Linked DNA regions of Zea mays: all the other regions are linked to region 3. A link is a contact called in public Hi-C data. All regions are on one chromosome and are shown on one strand. Each heading gives the region's core, a stretch centred on a gene start, on an enhancer-like site or on the middle of the called end of the contact. The rest is flanking DNA. Distances are from core to core; before and after follow the strand shown.

Region 1 (3,863 bases), core at 1,014-3,513, 740 kb after region 3:
CGGCGCAGGCCGCCTGCGCCGCCTCCTCGCGTCGCTGCGCCCGCCGGGGCCTCTCTCGGTCCAGACCGGCTTCCCGACCTCCCTCGCGGACATCGTCGTCAAGAACCACGGCCGCATCAGGAACACCAGGAAGAGGCGCCGCGCTGCTGCCGCTGCCGCGGAGCCCCAGCAAATGCGCGAGCTTTCGGTGGCTCGCGACGCGGCGGCACCGGCGCCGGTGCGCCCAGGCATAGGCGCGGTCTTCAGCGTCCGGCCGGGGCTCCTCGCGGTCTGCGGCGCCGCCGTGGCGCTGGCGCTGGTGGTGATCTGCTGGAGCAAGCAGATGGTGGCCGCGGCCACGCTGGCATCGGTGGCGCTGTCCTGGATTGAGTCCGTCCGAAGCAATCGATGGCGGCCGGAGACGAATGCTGAGGTGCATTTGCGCGGGCGCGTCTCGCCGATCCGGGAGGTGGCGGACTCGCCGAAGTCGCGCCGCGCCGGGTGCGAGTCCGAGCCCGACAACGTAGGCAACGACGCCGCCTCGCTCTGGTCCGCGGACACAAGCAAGCCGTCGGCGAATAACAATCCGAAGCTGAAACAGAGCAGGAGGTCGCTGCGGAAGCTACTCGCCAACAAGTTGCGGAGCGGCAAGACGCTCCGCAGCACGAATTCCCGGCATGGCGGCGACGCATGCAAGCACGAGCACCCGGAGACGCCGGGGAGACTCAACGCGGACGCCGCCGCAGTTGCCGCTACCGCCGAGCCCACGCCGCCGCCGCCGCGACGCGGACGCGCATTGCCGCTACCCCTGTTGGTGCCGATCATCCTTGCCGGCCTCGTCGCAGGGAAGATCCCGGCGCTGGCGCTGGCCGTGCTCTGCGTGGCGTTCTCCAGCTCAGTCGGGAGATTTCCGGTTCCGATCAGTGGTAGTGCTCCGATTGCGTTGCGAGGTAGCGGCAAGGCAGGGCAGTAGGTAGCAGAGAGCTCGGTTCCGTCTAGAACTACATGTGGTCGGACTGATTGTTTTTCTTCACTTCTTTTCGGCTACATAATTATATATTCATAATTACATATTCTGTTCGTTGACCAAAATTAAAAGAGACAGGAACAAACTTACACATGTTACATATTTTTATGTGAATTCATTCCTTCTCGAATCCGAATAAAACTTTGTTACGTTATTCTAACCCATATGATTAGATAAGATTAAAAAAAATTATGAAACATTATGACATTCGGGATTGAAACCCACTCAATCCACATGAGAGAATGCTCTCAATCCATATAGATTATGTAGGATTGGGTAAGTTTAAATCCTAAATAAGTCAAAATCTCATGTTTTTTTAATTTCATCAAATCTATATGTAATAGAAATAACCGAAAAAGTTCTAAGAGACCTAAGAGCAGCTCCAATAGTTATGTAAATTTTAGTTCTCTAAATCATAGATTTAAGAAGTTGCTAAATAGCTTTTGAAGTAAAAAAATGTAAGATCTCCAATAGTTCTCTAAATATAGGTTGTAATTTTGTTTTGTATTTATCCACATAAAAAATAAGTCACAAAAACTATATAATGCAGTCAACATTTTTGTTTAGGGAGTTGTTAAATGGTTGCTAAATGTAGAGAGAAAATGAGGTTAGATGACAAGTTGTTAAATTTAGAAAGTTCATTTAGAGAACTGTTGGAGAATAGTTTTCATGTTAACTACCTAAATTATTGATTTAGAAAGTCTTTTAGAGAACTATTGAAGTTGCTCTAAGAGATGAAATGAGTGATATAATAGAAGTGGTTTCGGCTAGTCTATTGGTGCACAATTTGTTTGTTTGAGTTTCTACTCACTTTTTGACCACTCGCTTTTAAACTTCTAGTTAGCTAGTTATTTGTACATTGTTACTATTTCTATATCATTGTAGTTTATTTAAATATAATTAATTTTCTTATATCTTGTGAACGTTTGTCTCGACGACGATAGCTTCGAGCCCAGCGAACTTTTAGGGATGTAAATAGTACAGATAATATTTATTTGTATTGGAATTCAATATTTATTTGTATTGGAATTCAATCGTCTAAAAGAGTTGAGATTCGATCTGTATTTAAGTCTATTTATTAATTATCCATCCGTACCTACATACTTAAAAATAAATATTAATATATCAATATTCATTTAAATTTTATCCAACACAACTTAATAATAGCCAATTAGTCCTATCCGATCCAAATAAAAAATTATTATTCAATTTGATTACACCCTACATTATTTTTTCCGCCCTTCTCTTATAGGGAAGTGACAAAAGGGCCGGCCCAATGACACGTTTCGTTGCAGTGAGCAACAGGGAGGAAATCTATACAAAGCAGTGGAACTGCGAACTCGTCGCCGTCGTGTTCACAAAGCCGGCGCCTTTTGCTCCCCGATCTCAGTTCCCGCCCATCTCTAAGCTCCCAAGGCGACGCTGCGGCGGCGGGGCAAGCGGGAGGACAAGAAGCGGACTTGTCTCCCTGCCCCCACCCCCTCCCTCGCTTCGCGCGTACCCCCTTCAGTTCAGCCGGGCGGTACCGTCGACGGCGCCGGCATTGTACTTCTGCTGCGCAGGTGGGTTATTCACCGTCCTTGAGATATCTCTTCTTCCTCAATTTCTTCACCTGGTGGCTCCTCACTGTGTATCCGTGCTCCGAGATCCGTCCTGGCCGCTGAATCGGCATTGGCGGCCGGTGACTGTAATCTGTGTGCACTTAGACCTCGCAGTGGGTGAAGTTATGTCTGAGACTAAAATCGTCTGTGCAGTGCTGGCCCTTACAACCCAAGATCTTGCACCTTGGAACTGGGCCGTCGTCAGCTTCGTTTGGTTCAGAACGCTTCGAGAAAAGAGTCTGGGCTGTGTTTGTGCTGTTGATCTGTTATTATCTCTCAATTCTCATGTTCTTCAACTAGATGCTTGAGTGATTTTAGTTTTGTTCTTGGCATCTGTGCCTTCATTCATTCTTCATAAGCCAGCCATTTAGAGCATCTCCAACAATGTCTCAAACTAGTGTCTTAAATTGAAATATATGACTCTAAACAGGAAAAACTACCCCAAAAGTGTCTCATTTTGTAAAATTTTGTCAAAAATATATAGAACACTCTCTCAAGTGCCTCAATTATACTACACCCTAGTGGGCTGCCTTATAATCTAGAATTAAGATTTTACTAGTTGGAGCAGAATATTTTGTTGGTGTCCTAAATCATATAAAATATACTAATTTTTAAATTGTAGGGCATTTTTATAGAATATGCTGTTGGAGATGCTCTTAGATGCTGGATTTATCCTTTTTTTTTCTCTGTGGCTCGCTGCCTTTCTCAACAATTAATTCATTTGGGCATCACTGACGTCTGCCTCAAATCAAATGCCCATCCTACCTGTTTGAGCAGCTGATACTGTGATACAGGGATCACTTGTTGTGTCCCATTTTTAGTCTAAAGTGGTCACCCTGTCGGTGGCTTGTTAAGCCTCAGGCAGCACACAGTGTTTTCTTGGATTCCGGTGGGATGCCCTACAGGCGGCTCTTAGCTGTGGTCATGTTTGTTTGTTTTTTTATGAGGAAAGCATGGTTAGATGCTTTATCAACTTGATCAGAGAACAGAGTCAAATTGCGAGAATACATGATTAAAGGAAGCATGTGCCATGTGCTCTTGTCTGTGAAGTTATTGTTTGGATTTGCTCTAGATATTTTGTGGACTTTGGACGGGCCAGATTGTGATCTGTTTTGGTGCTCTGGCACACCTTGAGATATAGGCCTAAATGGCACCACGTAACATGGTTCTGGCCTTTTGGGGCCCAAGATCCTGATAGAATAGTAATGCCAGTTGCCAGGGGTTATGACCACTTGCTGTTTGTTTAACAAGCAGTA
Region 2 (4,120 bases), core at 495-2,994, 540 kb after region 3:
CTTTTAGAGATTTTTGGTGATGTTGTAATAGAGCATTTTCCTCTTAATACAGCCTTAAACAGAGTCATTTCCTATGCAGTGGTATCCCATTTCCTCATCTTCGTTCTCCCATCTCCTTTTCTCTTTGTTTCTTTTTTTTTACTTTGGATAAGCAGCTGATTTGCAATTTTTTCGCTAAACAACATGCCATAGTCAGAACATTTAGATAACAACTTCGATTGTGTGCTTTGGTTACTTTCGCGAGCATGTGGTAGATTCTGTTATTAGAACAGGCTGCAATCACCACCATCTTGGATATCATAAGTAATGATGGTTTGGTAGAACCGCAGTAGAGGAAACATATACGATAGTTTAATTTACTCCTCTGATGTACGAAGTGTCCAGCGCCCGATAGGGCGCTTCCTTATCTAGTAAACTAAGTAGCCATGCAAGACGACGGCTACGCATCTCCGCGGTGGGGGAAATCCATCGTCACTGGGCTGTGTCGGTAAGCTTCAATCCTCCTTTATTCTCGATGATGTTTTGGATCCGAAGGATGGTTCTGTGGGTGGGGACAGAGGAGGTCCATCGGTAGAGATGCCAAACGGGTGAAGCCCGGCCGTCAGGCACGGTTAGAAAATCGGGCTGGACCTTTTAAGCACGCGGGCTCAATTTCCTGTTCGTGTCCGATCCGTTTAACACGAAAAAAGCGGGCCGAAAAACGGACTATACGGGCCGGTAAGCATGTTTTTGTGTAAAAAAACGGTCTTAACGGGCTTAGAGGTAAACGGGTCATGCCGGGCTAGCCCACCGTGCCTAGTTTCTTGTCCGAGCCTGGCCCGCATAGAACCGGGCCGTGCCAGGCTCGGACCGGACCCAAACAGCGGGCTTCGTGCCGTGAGCCTCATGCTTATTGGACATCTATATCCGCTAACACCTCAAAATGCCGTACGAGAATCTGGAGATCCTCTGTTTGGCCTACCTGCACAGGGATCAATCTCTCGTTTTTGGGCACATGGTGATGCCGGGGATGAGATGGACCCTGAACACCTTCAGTTTTTGTGCTCGCCGTTGAGGGATGAGGTCCCGATTCTGCCTACAGAGCTGCTGGATGGTTCGAATTGTGTTAAGATCAGTGATTTGCAACATCAGAATGAACTGGGTGCACCTTTTCCTGAAGCGAGTGCCCCGAGTATGTTTTCACCTTGCAAAAAAAGGCATGTTGCTGCTTCGGTTCTGCAACTGGTCGTGCCATGGTTCCTAGAGTACCCGGTGGTCGTCTTTTAAAACCTTGGCAAGGCCCTTTACCACCTCCTAGAGTTTCTCCTCCCTTGACTCTTGCAGATTGCTTGGTTAACGGTTAACGCTGAGATGTGCTCCAAGAACAGGGGTAAAGGGTCGCCGCCGGTGAGCCGGAGAAGGTTGTCAGCCATTGGTGGTGGAGTTCAAATTTCGAACGATGATCTGCTTAATGGTCAAAATTTATTAATTCGCGACAGTTTCGCGGCAAAGTACCAGCAGGATTCAATTGGGAGGCGAGGCTGCCCTGGGCCTTCTAATGAAGCGCAGAGGGAGCTTAACCCGGCCCAAACCAGGGGAAAAAATCTCGGCGAAAAAAAACAAGAAAACCGAAATTCGTGTTTTTCGGTGGGCTCCGGTTTTTTCTATTACCGCCCAAATTTTTTAGTGTTTTTGAATTTTGCTGGCCCAATTCTAAAGTTATTTGTTTGGGCTGTAAAAAGGAGGCCTAAAACATCACCCACGTGTAAAATTGAAACCTAACTTTTTGCTCAGCGTCACCCGGCCGCCGCCACAGCTGTTGCCCAGCCGCTTGAGCAGGCAACCAGACCGGCCGCCGCCACAGCTGCTGCCCAGCCGCGAGCAGGCAAGCAGGCCGTCCAGCTCCGACCAGCCGCACGAGCAGCAAGCAGGCCGCCCAGCTCCGGCCAGCCGCACGAGCAGCCAGCCGCACGACTAGTGCACAGCAGACAGCACCGGCAAGCAGCCGAGCAGCTGCTTCTCATCCGGCGCCAGGTCCAGTGCGCGCGCGCCTTATCTGCTGCAGCTGCTTGCCGTCCTCGTCCGTCGTCCCTCGGCACCGGCAGGTCCAGACTGACGCTGCGCTCAGGTATGTCGCATCTCCTCCTTCAATCTTGGAACCACTGTTGGTGCTGAGCCGGCATCGATGACTTCTCAACTGTGCTGCTTGCTCTTACTGGTGCCACCCCGTCCCGACTAAGCGTGGACTGCTGATTTCACTCTAGTTTGAAGCTCCTCCATGGTGTCGGACTGGGACAGCGACAGCGACTGTGAAGTACGCATGATTGATTATCCTCGCGAGCGTCGTGCTGGTGCTGCTACTCAGGCAGAGAAAGGAAAGGCTATGGTCGATGCCGGTACATCTTCAAGTGTTGCTGGTGTGATGGTGATGGATCGATATGGTAATTGTTTTCATTGTTATATATCTAACTTAGTGACTTGCATAAATGAAATATTTACTAAAATAGTGTTATGTTTGCTAATGTAGGGAAACCAGTGAAGTTAAATGGACCAATTGATGTGACTTGGAGCCATGGTGAGCCATATCCTGGGCCTCATGGGGCTGGCTTTAAGTGTTTTTATTGTTTGACCACCAAAAAAGGCGGGGGGTGTCTCGATTAAAAGAGCATCTAGGTCATATATCTGGGAGTGTGGAGGCATGCCGTAAAGTGCCAAATCATGTGAAGGACCTAATGTCTCAAAAAGTAACAGATGGGAGAATTAGGAGGGCACATGGTAAGAAGCTTCGTCTGTTTGTTGAAAAGGAGGTTTCTGCAACAAGACAAGGTTATCGAAGTGCAATAATTCCTCTTGATGAACAAGCACAGATTGATATGGCAATGAGAAATTCATTGAGGGATTCTTTTTCCACAATGGAACGTGATAGTTGTCCACCTTTTGGTAAGTCAACGGGTAGTGCAAGTGGAGCTGCAAGTTGTCCAAAATGGCAAGAAAACCGAAGTTCCAACATGTTATGACAATGGCCATAAAGAAACTTTCAAGCTCATCTTCAAAGGCTTCAGCTGCAATTGATCAATATACTTTCTTCAGAAAGCAAGCTGGGTTATTTGGAGGAGAAGAGGCTAAAGATTCAGCACTTAATGGCCGCGCAAGTGCAGGTAAGTCATTGTTGTCTAGATTTATTCTTGTTTTGTCCTTGAGAGTTGCCTCTTTATTTGTGGTGATTGTTCTATTTTTTCATATTTTCCTAGCTGATTGGTGGGATCAATATGGTGGAGACTATCCAGAATTACAAGAGTTTCCACGTCGTATTGTTTCTCAATGCATGTCCTCTAGTGGTTGTGAACGTAATTGGAGTACCTTCGCTTTGGTTCATACCAAATTGAGGAATCAATTGAGTTATGATAAGTTGCATAAACTGGTTTATGTTCACTACAACTTAAAGTTGTGCATTCAACATTTTGAAACTGATATGGAAAGTCTTGAACAAATGAAAAACTCTAAAGATAGAAACATAGATCCATGTAGCATCATGATAGATGTTTCTATGTATGATGAAGGCAACCCGATTATGGAATGGTTGTGCAGTTCTAGGAGTGAATCAGTGCCGACACTTGATGAAAATGATGAGCCTGAATCCCCTAACAGACCAAGTGGATTCGTTTTAGAGGAGTTAGGAGGATTGAATGAAGAAGAGATGGTTCTTTTAAATTCTAGGATTGGTTCTGGTAGGAAAAATGGTAGGAAAAGGAATGTTGTAGAAGAAGATATTGGAGATGATTTCTTATCAGATAGTAGTGAGGGAGGAGGTAGCCCAACCTACAACGAATCAGGTGATAGTGACTCTAATGATGGTGAGTTCAATTTTGAGTTAATTATGCACTATTTGTCATGTCCTTTTTATGATTCAAATTATCTTCAATATCATTGTGAAAGGTGGTGGTGATGACGAAGATGGTGAACCTTGTGGTCCATGTTTTGCAGCTAGGACACAACCTAGTGGTCCTGGTAAGCAAGGGAAATCAACAATGTATTTGCAAATAATTGATTCAACAATGTATTTTGTTTTCATATTTATACATATTTTGTAGGTCAAGATGAACGAGTAGCGCCTCTCCGTCCAAGATCAAAAAGGCAGAAG
Region 3 (4,333 bases), core at 109-2,608:
TGTTTGGCATAACTGTTGTTTGTTGAAAAAACAGCTTACCTAAGAAGTCGGTGAAAAACATCTGACTGATTTCAGTTCATCCTTAGAAACACCTAAACTCATAAGTTGTCTGTTTGACAGAGCTTATGCTTAAATTTATGAAGAACCTAAAAATAAGTTGTTACAAATAGAGCCTAAAAACTAGGTCAGGCCTAAGTTACATTTGTTTTGTTTTCCACGCGTTTGGCGTCAGCATGTAGGCCCTGTTTGGCACAGCTTATTTTCAGCTTCTTCACAAATTTAAGCTGAAGTCCTGCCAAACAGGCAGCTTCTGCAGCAGCTTATCAGTTCAGCTGCTTCTCAAAATAAACTAAAAGCAGCCAACAAGCAGAAGCTGCTTTTTACCAGCTTATCAGATAAGCTGCTTTTTCAACAAGCAGCAGCTGTCCCAAACAGGGCCATAACCTGACGAAACTGAAACGCCACACAAGAAAACCGGGGCAGCCCGGCACGCCGTATCCGTTTCAAATCCACCGCACCACCCTAGGCAAATCCACCGCACCACCCTAGGCCCGGCACAAAAAGGCCATATTGCCAACATTTTTTTTCTATTTGCAAAAAGAAAAAAATGGCTCCATCAATTCATAATTGATAGATGGATGTGCATCAGTTAACATCTACACTAGTGTGTTCTATATAATTATCATTCTGTCTTATGCAATTGATGTAGTGATACTATAATGAATCACCCAAGATTTTGATTTCCAAAACAGCTGTCTTGACACGGTGCTTCCCCTCTAAGAAACTTCCTTTTTAGCACATTTTTTATTTTATCACAAGTGTTTTTTCTCGTTTCTATTTCTTTTTACCCGATCTGCACTAATAGATTGGTTTCCATCTGATATATTTCCAACAAAAAAACAAAACTTGAAAAGAAATGAAACCGAAACTATCAAAAGCTCCCATGCCATGCAAACCGACCAAAAAAACCGAGGGTGAATATATGAATGGATTGAAGCAGCGTATCCTAAGCAAGCAAATAAAATAAATACAAAAAATGTGAAAAGGAACATGGAAAACCACATACAGTTGTTGCCCAACACACACAAAATTAGAGGAACCCAACGTCTGTAACATATCATGTGCACAAGATCTTCTTCGTACATAATTGTATAGGACTAATCGAGATTCTTTATCTAACCTTTTTTGACTGATGTATTTTACGATAAACCCGCATATTTAGCTAAAAGTTTTTCTCGCTCGTGAGTCCTGTCTACCTATATATTTGAAAAAAAGAGAAATTATCGTCGTATATTTAGCTAAAAGTCGTTGAAAGATAATTTTGTGTATATATATATCGACCTTGTGCACGTCATACGTTTCCTCCCATAAAAGCCTCTCCCTCCGCTAGTCCGCTCTCAAGTAAAAAGCTCCCGAAATCCCCTCACCTACTCCTCTCCCTCTCCCTCTGGCAGCGCCGCCTCGCCGGCGGTTGCCTGCCTGCACCTTCGCCCCCCGTCTCGACCTCGACGCGGCCTCCGTTCCTCCGCGAGACGCAGCATGGATGTGCGCCCTGCGAATGCGGCCGACGACTCGTCTCTCGGAGACCTGTTCCCGCACCAGCCCGCCGGTTTGGTCAGTCCCCTCGCCGCCTCCCCTCGCGCTAGTGCTCCCTGTTACCCTCTTGGTTTGGGTGGGTTTTGTGTCGCTTAGAAGCCGGCCTTTGGGGGCGCTGTGTGCTGCAAGAAAGTGGAACAAGGGGCGGTCTTTCGTTGCTTCTCTCTTGCGCCCTCTTGAGAGAGGCAGGGGTTTAGGCCGGCGTCGCCTGCTGGAGAATTTCGGTGTCTGTTGCGCGGATTGTTGTCTGCGGAGGTCTGGGTGCCCGTGTTCTTCCCTCCGTCGCAGGCTGGTAGCGGTTTTGGCCTGCATGTTTGGGGGGAAGAAGCGGTTGCTTCACCTCCGGGCTCTTCGTTGCCTCATTCCGCGTTTTGGAGCGGTTTTTCTGTGCTTTTGTTTAATTTCCTGTCGACTAGACGGTTCCTTTGTTTTGGGTGGAGTGAATTTACCGTGCAATTCAACTGTTCTTTGCGCTGAAGAACTGTAAACACCCCCCCCCCCCCCCCCCCCCCTCTTTGAAATAATAAGCGTTCAGGGGAGGAAATTTCCCCCAGGAGCAATCGGGCGGTTTGTGCCGTGCTGTGCTCATGCCATGGCATTATTCTCGCAATGAAGCAATGGAGAGGCGTGTCCTTTTTGGCCATTTCTGACCCTGTGAGCTCATGCAAAAGAGCAAGACAAGATCGGGGCGAGAAAATGTGTGCTTGCCACTACCTTTATTGTTGATGTGCATATGTTCCTTCCCTCCTGAGTCCTGACTCCTGTCATGGTCATTGCGTAAGTGCATCCTGTTGTTTAATAATACCCTTTGCTCCTCACTGTTGTATGATGCCTACCTGATTGTGACGGTGATATTTCGGTTAGGTGTCACTTGGAGTGGGGACTTAGGCCCTGTTTGTTTCCTCCTAGGATTATATAATCCAGCTTATTAATTACATAAGCACCTTATGATCTACTTATGGATTATCATAACCTATGCATATAGATTATATAATCCATCTAATAATCTATGTTGTTTGTTTGCCTTTTAACTTATTTAAGCTGTATTATATAATCTAGAGGGTAAACAAACAGGGCCTTAATCACTAGAGACATCGACAAGCAGTCTCTTTGAAAATTATTCAGTTTCTGGGTGGAATTCTGATGTTGGACATTTAGAACACAAGGAGATATCAGTTTTAGTGCACCCGCATTCCGAGACAGTGACAAAGGGGTTTGTTTGAAAATTATTCAGGTTTTGGGTGGGATTCTGGTGTGTGTTGAGGGATTAAAGAGGATATCATTTCTTTCTGCAACTTAGGCCCTGTTTGGAAACACCTAGTTTTTAAGAAACTGTTTTATAGAAATTGAGGTCGTTCCAAACATACTAGTTTATGACTCAGTTTATAGAAATTAGATGCTCAGTTTTTTTAAAAAACCAATAAGCTGGCCTCTTCTAGCTTAAAGATAAAAACTGGTTTCTTAAAAACTGGGTTGCTTCCAAACAGGGCCTTAGTCACATTCTTCTGTTTATAAGACATGCTTTGCAGCTACAGTTTAGTTCATCCTGTTTGCAGCATTTACGGTTGTTCATTTGATCTTGCACTGGCTGTACTGCTCAATTAATTAGCTTGTAAATGAGAAACTGCCATGGTTGGTTTGCGGTTTCGTTGAAAAATTATTCAGGTTTTTGGATGCTATTCCGTTCTAGAGCTTCCAGAATCCAAGGAGATATTGTTTTCCCTGCATCCCTGTTTTGGACTATAAGACGTACTTTGTGGTTGTCGTTTAGTTAATCGCTTTTCTATTCGGTATTCATTTCATCGCGTTCCAGCTGTAACGCTTAACTAGATTGCACTAACTGAGAAACTGATGTAGTTGTTTGCTGTTTGTTTTCAAATTATTCAGTTTTTGAGTGGTATTCTGATGTCAAACTTCCAGAATTCAAGGATATATTCTTCGCATTCCTTTTGTCACATTTTTTCTGTTTTTATGACATGCTTTGCGGTTGTTGTTTAGTTCATTCTGTGTGTAGCATTTAACACCATTCATTCCGTTGTGCACAGACTGTAACACAAAAGAAAAAGATTGTAACTGAGAAACTGCCATAGCGGTTTCTGCTGGCACATTGACAACTGTAAATGCAGGATGTTTCTGTTCAAATATCTCCTTTTGGCAAATTTATTTCCATAAATCCCTACATGATCCCCATGCTTCATGATTTTGGTTATGAGAATTTGGTCTATATTAGTATTTGTTGTTATAGAATCTGTTGGAGAGGAGAGCTTGATTACTCTTCCTTGCCTCGGAAGTCTTACCGGAACAATCGGCATCAGAGTGGCTTTTCACATTTTTATAGGCCCTAGAACTAGAAATTCTGCTCATGCTTTTATCCTTGTTATAGATGGGCAGCCCTAGTCCCAATGAGTCACTAGTTTGGTGTTCGAAGCAGCCTCTCCGTATTTGTGGGGGAAGCGCTTTTCTAGGCCTCACTCATGTATAGCAGGAGCTTAAAACTGAACTGTTGGTAGCTCTGTTCTTAAGGCGTCGCCTAGGCGTCCAGGCGGTGGTCAAACGCCTAGGCGCCTTGCCCGCCTACCTCGCCTAGGCGTCGCCTAGGCGCCGCCTAGGCGTCCAGGCGGTGCTCCAACGCCTTGGACCGCCTTACCGCTTTAAAAACCATGGTTGGTAGTTATTTTTGCCATTGCATTCTTACTTACTGTTTCCATGCCTTGTTATTCTTCCTTATCAAATTGAA

Evidence for each region. A called contact is a pair of places that touch in the nucleus more often than the background predicts.
Region 1: a contact with region 3 is called in a Hi-C map of endosperm, with 2.7 times the contacts expected there. The contact joins the promoter of LOC100191255 here to the promoter of LOC100282764 in region 3. A contact is called at or near these places in 3 of 25 Hi-C or Micro-C datasets (ear, endosperm and tassel).
Region 2: a contact with region 3 is called in a Hi-C map of ear, with 2.3 times the contacts expected there. The contact joins the promoter of LOC103640638 here to the promoter of LOC100282764 in region 3. A contact is called at or near these places in 5 of 25 Hi-C or Micro-C datasets (ear, endosperm, leaf and 1 more).

What each region holds. Positions count from the first base shown.
Region 1 is chr1:181,851,449-181,855,311 of Zm-B73-REFERENCE-NAM-5.0, forward strand. It overlaps LOC100191255, which reads left to right and starts at 2,264. Exons shown (of 8, transcript NM_001401257.1): 1 at 2,264-2,568; 2 at 2,761-2,844. It overlaps LOC103645086, which reads left to right. Exons shown (of 1, transcript XM_008668210.3): 1 at 1-1,104. The coding sequence ends at 952.
Region 2 is chr1:181,650,890-181,655,009 of Zm-B73-REFERENCE-NAM-5.0, forward strand. It overlaps LOC103640638, which reads left to right and starts at 1,745. Exons shown (of 7, transcript XM_020546547.3): 1 at 1,745-2,107; 2 at 2,244-2,420; 3 at 2,507-3,137; 4 at 3,231-3,833; 5 at 3,916-3,987; 6 at 4,071-4,120. The coding sequence starts at 2,963.
Region 3 is chr1:181,112,908-181,117,240 of Zm-B73-REFERENCE-NAM-5.0, forward strand. It overlaps LOC100282764, which reads left to right and starts at 1,359. Exons shown (of 2, transcript NM_001155670.2): 1 at 1,359-1,614. The coding sequence starts at 1,540.